Linked DNA regions of Hordeum vulgare: region 2 is linked to region 1. A link is a contact called in public Hi-C data. All regions are on one chromosome and are shown on one strand. The core of a region is the stretch at or near the end of the contact, and the rest is flanking DNA. Distances in the headings are between cores, read along the strand shown.

What was found. A called contact is a pair of places that touch in the nucleus more often than the background predicts.
Region 2: a contact with region 1 is called in a Hi-C map of seedling, with 4 times the contacts expected there. The contact joins the enhancer-like site here to the promoter of LOC123447516 in region 1. A contact is called at or near these places in 4 of 6 Hi-C or Micro-C datasets (leaf and seedling).

Annotation. Positions count from the first base shown.
Region 1 is chr4H:19,267,478-19,272,191 of MorexV3_pseudomolecules_assembly, forward strand. LOC123447516 (vacuolar sorting protein 39) reads right to left here and starts at 2,802. Exons shown (of 13, transcript XM_045124124.1): 1 at 2,256-2,802; 2 at 1,265-1,476; 3 at 600-731; 4 at 368-511. The coding sequence starts at 2,664.
Region 2 is chr4H:19,603,714-19,608,427 of MorexV3_pseudomolecules_assembly, forward strand. It overlaps the pseudogene LOC123450201. Among protein-coding and RNA genes, the nearest start is that of LOC123447520, 66 kb to the right of the region's middle. Within about 2 kb of position 1,913, at least 3 of the 3 cell types and tissues checked have open chromatin away from gene starts, as enhancers often do. A contact at or near this core is called in leaf and seedling, where this site is marked.

The DNA.
Region 1 (4,714 bases), core at 1,552-4,051:
ATTAACACTCCAGTATAAAAAAAGCAAAAGGCATTAACTATTGGGAAGAATCTGCAATGGAACTGGTGACACAAAAAGGATATGGAACAAAGATCCTTGCCTACAGCACAATACACAATTCGATTGATCACTTTTAAGAGAGACCATCAGGTCAAATTATTTTATTGTGCTTTTTTTCTGCTGTGTATTTACAATTATGCAATGCCATTAAATTATTGAGGTTTCTCACACCGTATTCAACTTATACTGGAGGCGGGACCTAGCATGAAACAGCAACGCTGTGACTTGTGATGGCTAAAACGAAAAATATGTAAATATTGGCATCGGTGCGCTGATCAACATTAATAATAAAGTAAAGGCACCATACCTGGGCACCAATAGGAACAGGCAGCAAACCATAGACTGAGTTGGACAGCGAAGCAAGTATATAGTTGTCAGTTTGAACAAGCTTTTGAACATCACGGAGGACAACTGTCTGAACCAATGCGCTGGGAGCTCTAAGAGACCGTATCTGAAACAATACTCAGTAGGTTAGGTGGGCTAATGAAACTTACGACTTTGATATTCTCTTTACCAATACACAAAACAAAACAACTTACCTCAACATGTCGTGGCAGACGTGCCACAGCATATGGCTTATGTATAACAACAGAGGCAGGAGTGTCCGACCAAATTATCCGACCGTCTTGAACAAGTTTCCCGTTTTGATCAACAAATACGCCGATGTTATCCTGGAAAAAATGAACAAGCAAAAAAGATAAATGAGACACTTCATACGTGTTTGAATCTCGCTGACCTTTAACTCACATCTGTTTTAAAGAAAACTTTCATGGCACATCAACGCATGCTTGGGAATGTGAATCAAGACGGTCCCTTCTGATAGCTAAATGACAAAGTTTGAAAGTGTTCTAACTGGTACCTAAGTGTTATTATAATGCATCTAGCTAAAGGTTTTCACATCAATTGTGGTACAACATCTTCAATATTTCACAAGACAAGATTCCCTTATCCTCAAATTGTGATGCAATTCGAACGAAAGAAGGCATTCAGCTTAGCTATTGATTAGGAATCAATGCGAAGAAAACATGAATAAATCCCGGTGTTTAGAAAAGCTGCCACATTCTTCTTGTAAAGCATATCATGTTGTTATCTAGTCATTTGGAACCAAACAACACCACAAAATGCTATCATCGATCTGCCAAACAATATCATGAGATGGAAAATCAACTAGAAACTAGTAAGATTGTGAAAAGAAGTACTGTACCTTTCCAAGGAGGAGCTCCCCGGTAGGAAGAGGCACAACTAAAGGAGGAGCAATCCTCCCAGAAGAAAACACTTCACTTAATGCCCCAGTCACGCTATTTATGATCATATAGTCCCTCCTGATGCCAAGGCATATGTTGTCACCACACCAGGCCATTGATTTCACAATATCAGGGACACTAAATTCCTTCACCTCGACAAATTCTCGCCCACCTGACAAACAGAAATTAAGTTTCCTTGCCTGTTCACAACAAGATCATTTGAACAGTTTAAACATTTGCCATCTTTCCAGATTCCTTTATTTTACCGTAGAAGCTTACACAAATCTATCAAACACGCACCATAGGAAATTAACATTTGAAGGCGCATCAGGCCTCAATTCTTACATAAGGTACTAGATGCGGCTAAATACAGTTAGTCTTCTCTACACTGCTCTTAGAACACTATGAAGCATTCACCACTATGAAGCTTATTTACATGTAATTTTTCCTTTTGCCAATTTCAACAAACAAAGGTATACTGGTACTTCATAAGCTTTTCCGAATTCCAAACAGGGTCACATTTGCAAATTTCCCCTTGCCAATGAGAAGTTACAAACATTTAAAAATAGAAAAAGAATTGACGGAACATACATTTTATTATAACATAAAGTTCGAAAGGAATACGGTACTTCGGTTTAAGGGGATACCACCTCATAGCATGCTAAATAATCTGGTAAAAACAATTTATTAGAGCTTCCCTGATTCGGATATCAGATACTGTAATGTTATTTGGCATGGAAAACTAGAGAGCATAAAAGACGTGTGTTTCCTACAATGGAAATTCGAGCTCCAGCATAAAAGTTGTGATTCACCGAACTGAGACTAACAGTCTAACAAGTACCAGCGGGTTATTTCCAGCTCCAGCGAGATCGCAATCAAACAGATGATCAAACCATGGCAACGGAGAGAAAAATGCTGGGACATATCGAAAGCAGACGACAAAATTCTCACCGTCGAGGCGGAAGACGGTTAGGCGCTTCTGGCGGCCGGCGGCAAGCAGGCCCCGGCGGTCGTCCCAGGCGAAGACGTTGGCGCCCTTGGTCTTGGAGACGACGGCGACGGTCTCGAGCCCCGGGAGGCGGTGGAGGGCGACCCACTCGGAGAGCGAGAGCAGGAGGTCGCGGCTGGCGCTGGCCTCCATGGCGGAGGGCGCGCGGCGCCAGAGGCGCTGCTCCTGGCGCTCGAGCGCGTAGGGCCCGTCCCTCCGGATCTCGCCGTCGGCGGGGGGCGGCGCGGAGTAGATGCGGAGCGAGCAGTCGGAGGCCGCGACGAGGAGCTTCCCGGCGTGGGAGGCGACGGCCTCGATGCGTCCGGGCACGCCGGAGACCAGCTCGACGGCGTCATACGCGCTGTGCACCATGGCCGGGCCGGCGCGATCGGGCGGGGCCCTCCACGGCGACGCGAGGCGGCCCCGGCGGTCGTCGTGTGGGAGGAGGAAAAGGTTGGGGGTGGGGGTCGAATCGGACAGGTGGGGAGACCGTAGTAAGACGTTGGCCCGTTGGCCAGAGGCAGTCGAGGTAGAGGACAGAAGTAAAAAAGAAAAAATTATAATACTACCGTATTCATATCATAAAGATTAAATTACAAGTCACGTAAAAATCAAGATGACCAAACTGAAACGATAGCAAAACATCGTTGAGTTTGACACCAACGTCCGACATCACCATAGCAGCCATCAAAGGATAAAATGACGGGTCACCTCCTCACCCGAGCTCGACGCGGCTCCATCGCCGATATGTAGCTTTACGGACCTTCAAGATGGCTCATCAAAGATGAAGCCATTATCGTTGAACGAATTAGATCGGGACAACACTTCAAACACGCCATCGAACTACAGATCTGACACCCCACCACGACTAAGACGATGAATGAGGAAACAATAGCTGCTACCCATCAACCACGAACTCAGCACACGTTCGTTTTTCAGATGTCGTTGATGCACATCATAATCTCATCTGCTCCTGGACTACCTCCAAGCTCCGTACCGACGTTGGACCAGACGTCATCACACTGGCGGAGCCCGAGGACACAAGTTCACTACAAGGTTGTCGTCGTCGCCGCGATGTTCCCGCTTGAACAGACTCGTTCCTAAATCCATCACCGACCATAAAAACGATCGCCTCATCGGGGAAGAATCTGGAGCCTCTTTATTCAACACTGTTGTCGCCGTTGTCGAAGCCATTACGTCGAAGGATCCAAAAACCTAAGCTATTATGGCCCTAAAACCTAAAGCAAAAAATGTTCTGCACGTGCGAGATCCGATGATTCCCCTCACGACCGATGACAAAGAAGTCGCCGGCGGAGGAGAGATGCCAGAAAACGGCGCCAAAAATTGGCTCTCTTGACGGTGGCAGCTAGGGTTTCTGGCCGCTAGCCAAACCTGCCACGCACGCTACTTGATGGGGGAGTTGATGTAGAGGACGGGAGTATACGAGCGTATACGTGTATCCCTCATATTTTGTACAAGTATACTTACTCTCTTTTTCATGGGCTAAGCTTTCACCCGCTTTAGAAGATCAGTCGGGTTACTGGTCGTCGGATTTACTGCATCGAGCGAGCCGAATACGTCTTTGTTAGAGCATATTTCTTCATATATGGTTTTGGTAATTGATGACAATTCATATGGACTAACGGTTGCCTTAAGTTATATTTACAGGATTTGTCCATAGACACTTCTTGAAGTCCATGTGTTGGGTTCAAGGAATTTATATGATGACCAAGGTGGTATTCAAGGTATTATTCAAAGAATGGTCATAGAGACACAAGGTTGATCAAGATCGTTAGACAAAGAGTAAATCAAGATGATCAACACACAAAGCGTACAAGATGTACCGAGAGGGATCAAGTGATCCCATGGTATGGTAAGCATTGTCCATTACGTGTTTGTGTACTAACCCATGGTATGTGGGTTTAGGTGTGTTTCCATGGGCTTGCGTCTAGAGGAAGATCTCATACAACCCATGAAGGATGGCGTCAATTTGTGATCGTCATCAAGATTGCGGTGTGCAAGTTCAAGTGGATCAGCACGAAGATATCATGTTTGAAGCTTGTCGTCCATTGTGGTGGCAATGGACTTGTGAAGATATGCTGAAGAGCGACTAACCCATGTTGTGTATGGGGGAGCAATCAACTAGTCTTCATCAAGCCAACGCAATCAAGAAGGTGGCCCATCTTGAGGAAGACAAGATCATCGTCATCTAGCTCAAGAGGAGGAGTTGCAAGGTATAGGTTTTCCCTTGGTAGGTTTTCTGTTTTAGGATAGATTGTCGTACTGTCAAGGGGGCTCTCAATTGAGTAGCTCGATCGCATCGTTCGTTGAGAGTTCAAACCATTTGCATCCTTGCATCATACTTCTTGGTTCTTGTTTGGTGTTTCTCTTTGTGAGTTTTAGAGCTTATGGTCATCTTCAT
Region 2 (4,714 bases), core at 663-3,162, 340 kb after region 1:
AAATCCGCCGCTGCCGTTTTTTTTAAAAGCCCTTGTCTTTTAGGTGATTAAACCGGAACGACGTGAACCCGTCCGACACGATGCTCCCGCCGCAGTCGTCCCCGTCGCCGCACTACAGGCTGCTGCCGGTCAAGTCCGCGTCCTCGTCCAGGTCGCCCCGCATGGCGCGCAGCGTCTTCCTCGCCATCTCGCGTCGGACGCCGCCGGGGGTCCCCTCCTCGGCCACGCGGCGGAGGGCCTTGTCCGCGCCAGGCCACGGAACCGGAGGCTGTCGCGGCTCAGCGCGTAGATCGCCGCCACGCACCACTCCTCCTGCTCGGCGACGTTGTGGGAGGAGAGGAGGATGCCGGACACGGCCGCTACGGCGCCCGCGTCCATCACAGAGGCGCGGCCCTCCGAGCAGCTGCCCACGTTGCAGATCACCATGAGGGCCAGCCTGCGGATGGGCGTGGGCTCGGCGGCGCTGGACGCGACGCTGAGGAGCGCCTTGGATGCCCTCGGGAAGTGGGTGACCTTAGACTGGTTGACGGCGGCCAGCGAGAGGTGGTAGATGGCCATCCCGGCGTCGCGGCGCGCGTGCGGGTGGTGGGCGGGGGAGGTCAGGAGGTCCAGCAGGGGAGGCACCACGCCCAGCACGCCGATGGCGACGCGGTTCTCCTCATTGAGTGCCAGGCCGAAGAGCATGCCGGCCGCGTGCTCGCGCGCCTCCGGCGCCGAGCCTCCCTAGCGGAGCACCTCGACGAGCGCCCGCGCGGACGATGCGTACCTTGTTCGCCGGCTCAAGTGAGAGGTTGACCAGCGCCGCCGTCGAGTCGACCCGCGCGGAGGCGTGCCACGTGATTAGCAGCACGCGCCAGAGGGCAGCGAGCAGCCGCGGCGTGCAGAGCGCAAGCCGACGCTCAGCGCTCTCCCGGGTGGCGTCCCGGAGGACGGCCAACGCCGCCGCCACCTCTCCATCTTCGTCCGCGTCCATCACCGTCGCGACCACCTCATCTCCAATGGGTCCCTGTCTTTTAGGTAATTAAACCCGCGGTATCTTTTTATGTGTGAAAACGTTTCATTTTTGCAGAGAGCCCCCTATGACATTGGATAAGAGAAACGCATCTGGGCTGACAGAAAAGGCACAAGAGGGCTATCGCTTCTGCCCTCATAATCCCACATCGATACTTCACAGATAATTTCATCACTTTATATACATGCGCCTTGGTGATTTTACAAGAGGCAACGGAAATCAACAGAGGAACAAATTCGAGAAGAAGAAATTGGGATGACGCGAATAGAGGTGGAGCCGCGAGACAGAGGGGGCTCGGGGCGAAGGAAAGGGGCTCGTGCCGGCGATGCATACGTGGAGGTGAGGGCGTCGGGGTTAGAGGATTCAGGCAACCAGCGGGGTAAGTCTTGCCGAAGACTGGCCCCGTAGGCCGACCTCGCAGCAGCACACCATGGGAGGTGGTCGCGAGGTGCAGAGGTGGGAGGCGGTGGAGGAGCAGAGGAGGAGGGAAGTGCGGGCGCCATTGGAAGGGGCAGTCGGGGAGATTGGGGATCCTGTGGGGCTCTCTCCCCTAGCGGCGCGAGGTGGAGGAGAGGAGGGGGTTGGGGATCGGGCTACGGTAGGAGATTTAGGAGTGGGTAAGGTTGGGCCTTGGCACGCCTAATGGGTTGTGCACTACTACTCTCTCTCTTTCTTTTAATTTCCTTCTCTAAATTCTTTAATTAAAAATGTGTGGTATTATTTTTTTCCGTTGCAAATGCACGGGTCTTTTTTTTTTTTGAACCTTTTGATAGTGTACTCTCAAACAAACAACGCAATCACTATTTCACATTCAAAATTGGTAGGGGAGAATAACCCAGTGGCACAACAATTCTGGAGCTCCTATTCCGCGCGCTATGCGCTGAGTATAGAACAAACAAGTCCCCCCACCCCCCACCCCCACGCGGCCACGCCTAAACTTGGGCCGGCCCAGGTGCTGGGGGTGCTCCCGTACCTTTTTTTTCGTTTTTTTCGTTTTCTTTCTTCTTTAATTTATTTTGGCATTACAAATTAAAATATGAATTTCATAAAATGTGCATAACTTCAAACCATTTCAATATTTTTCGTGAATCCAGAAACAATTTCATGATTTGATACTATGAATAATTTTCGAATTTTGGTGAACATTTTTTTAATTTCGTATAACATTTTAATTTTGATGAACAAAATTTGAATTAAAAAACACTTGCTAATTTAATGAATTTATTTAATATGATGGATAGTTTTCTGAAATTCAGTTTTTTCTGTTGTTTAAACATTTGATGGAAAAAATATTTATTCGGTGAATTTTATATTATTAATATTATTATTCAAATTTATAAACACAATAGTTCATAAACTTTAATGCAAATCCAAAAAAGAAAAGTAAATCAACTAAAATAAAATAGAAATGAAAGTAAAATAAGTAAATAAATAAAATTAAAATTAAAGAAGATGAAAACTGAGAAAAGAAAAGTTCAAATAAAAAACTTTTCTAGGAATCTCTAAAATATTTCTATATGCATAGGAAGCAAAATGAATGAATTTGCACTCTAAAATATGTCTATATAAATTTGTATGTAGTCCGTATTGAAATCTCCAAAAAGACTTACATTTAAAAATGAAGGGAGTTTTATTTATAATATCTTACATTGTATTTCCATTTACACATTTTACATTCACCAACATCCTAATAATATCCATAAAACTGAGTAAAAAAGAAAACAAAAAAAGTGCATCCAAACAGAAAAAGAGGAAGTACAACAGGTAACACGAAATGGCCCTGAGCCCAATAATAAATTATCTGTCTCAAAACAGTGGTCAGTCGAAATTTCGGTCCAGAACACCACATGAACCACAGCAGAAAATAAATAAATAAATAGCACGAATCTTGAAGTACAAAACCGACGGACTAAAAGACAAAAAAAGGCAAGCAGAAAGGTGATTAAGCCATGGAAAAGCAAAAGGAAGGATGATGCAAATTTCAAGGGACTTTCATCTACTTTCAGTTTTGCTAATTCTAGCGAAGACACAAACTATAGGAGCTTCAGCGATGTTAGTTGAATGATTTTTTTAACATACTACAGATGCAAGAGCTCATATATATACATGTATATATTTGTTCCGATAAATCAACACACATACATTCTATTTTTATATATAAGTATTTTCGAAAGACTAGATCGGCATATCATCTTCAGATTTATAAAGTTATCCTAGCCGGTTCATTGTTGACGAAAATGTCTCCTTTCACTTAACGCGCACCATGGAAAATCTCGAATCAATTCGAGCACAAAGGCTTAAAGTCTGATGAAATGATAACATCAATGTCTCTCTAATTATTCAATCACATGTTGGTTTGCTAGTACACAATTAAGAGAATTGACTGAGTACTGCATCGCATTATGATTACATGGCGAGAGAGCCCATCTTCAACAGCTCAACTCAAACTTTATCCGCGAGCGTTATATCTTGTTGGAATTATGCCCTAGAGGCAATAATAAATATAGTTATTATTATAATTCCTGTATCAAGATAATCGTTTATTATCCATACTATAATTGTATTGAATAAAGACTTATATACATGTGTGGATACATAGACAAAACACTGTCCCTAGCAAGCCTCTAGTTGGCTAGCCAGTTGATCAAAGATAGTCAGGGTCTTCTGATTATGTACAAGGTGTTGTTGCTTGATAACTGGATCACGTCATTAGAAGAATCACGTGATGGACTAGACCCAAACTAATAGACGTAGCATGTTGATCGTGTCATTTTGTTGCTACTATTTTCTGCGTGTCAAGTATTTGTTCCTATGACCATGAGATCATATAACTCACTGACACCGGAGGAATGCTTTGTGTGTATCAAACGTCGCAACGTAACTGGGTGACTATAAAGATGCTCTACAGGTATCTCCGAAGGTGTTCGTTGAGTTAGTATGGATCGAGACTGGGATTTGTCACTCCGTGTGACGGAGAGGTATCTCGGGGCCCACTCGGTAATACAACATCACACACAAGCCTTGCAAGCAATGTGACTTAGTGTAAGTTGCGGGATCTTGTATTACGGAACGAGTAAAGAGACTTGCCGGTAAACGAGATTGAAATAGGTATGGGGATACTGACGATCGAATCTCGGGCAAGTAACATACCGAAGGACAAAGGGAATGACGTACGGGATTATATGAATCCTTGGCACTGAGGTTCAAACGATAAGATCTTCGTAGAATATGTGGGATCCAATATGGGCATCCAGGTCCCACTATTGGGTATTGACCGAGGAGTCACTCGAGTCATGTCTGCATAGTTCTCGAACCCACAGGGTCTGCACACTTAAGGTTCGACGTTGTTTTATGCGTATTTGAGTTATATGGTTGGTTACCGAATGTTGTTCGGAGTCCCGGATGAGATCGCGGACGTCACGAGGGTTTCCGGAATGGTCCGGAAACGAAGATTGATATATAGGATGACCTCATTTGATTACCGGAAGGTTTTCGGAGTTACCGGGAATGTACCGGGAATGACGAATAGGTTCCGGGTGTTCACCGGGGGGGCAACCCACCCCGGGGAAGCCCATAGGCCTTGGGGGTGGCGCACCAGCCCTTGGTAGGCTGGTGGGACAGCCCAAGAGGGCCCTATGCGCCAAGGATAGAAAATCAAAGAGAAAGAAAAAAAAGGAGGTGGGAAAGGAGAGAAGGACTCCA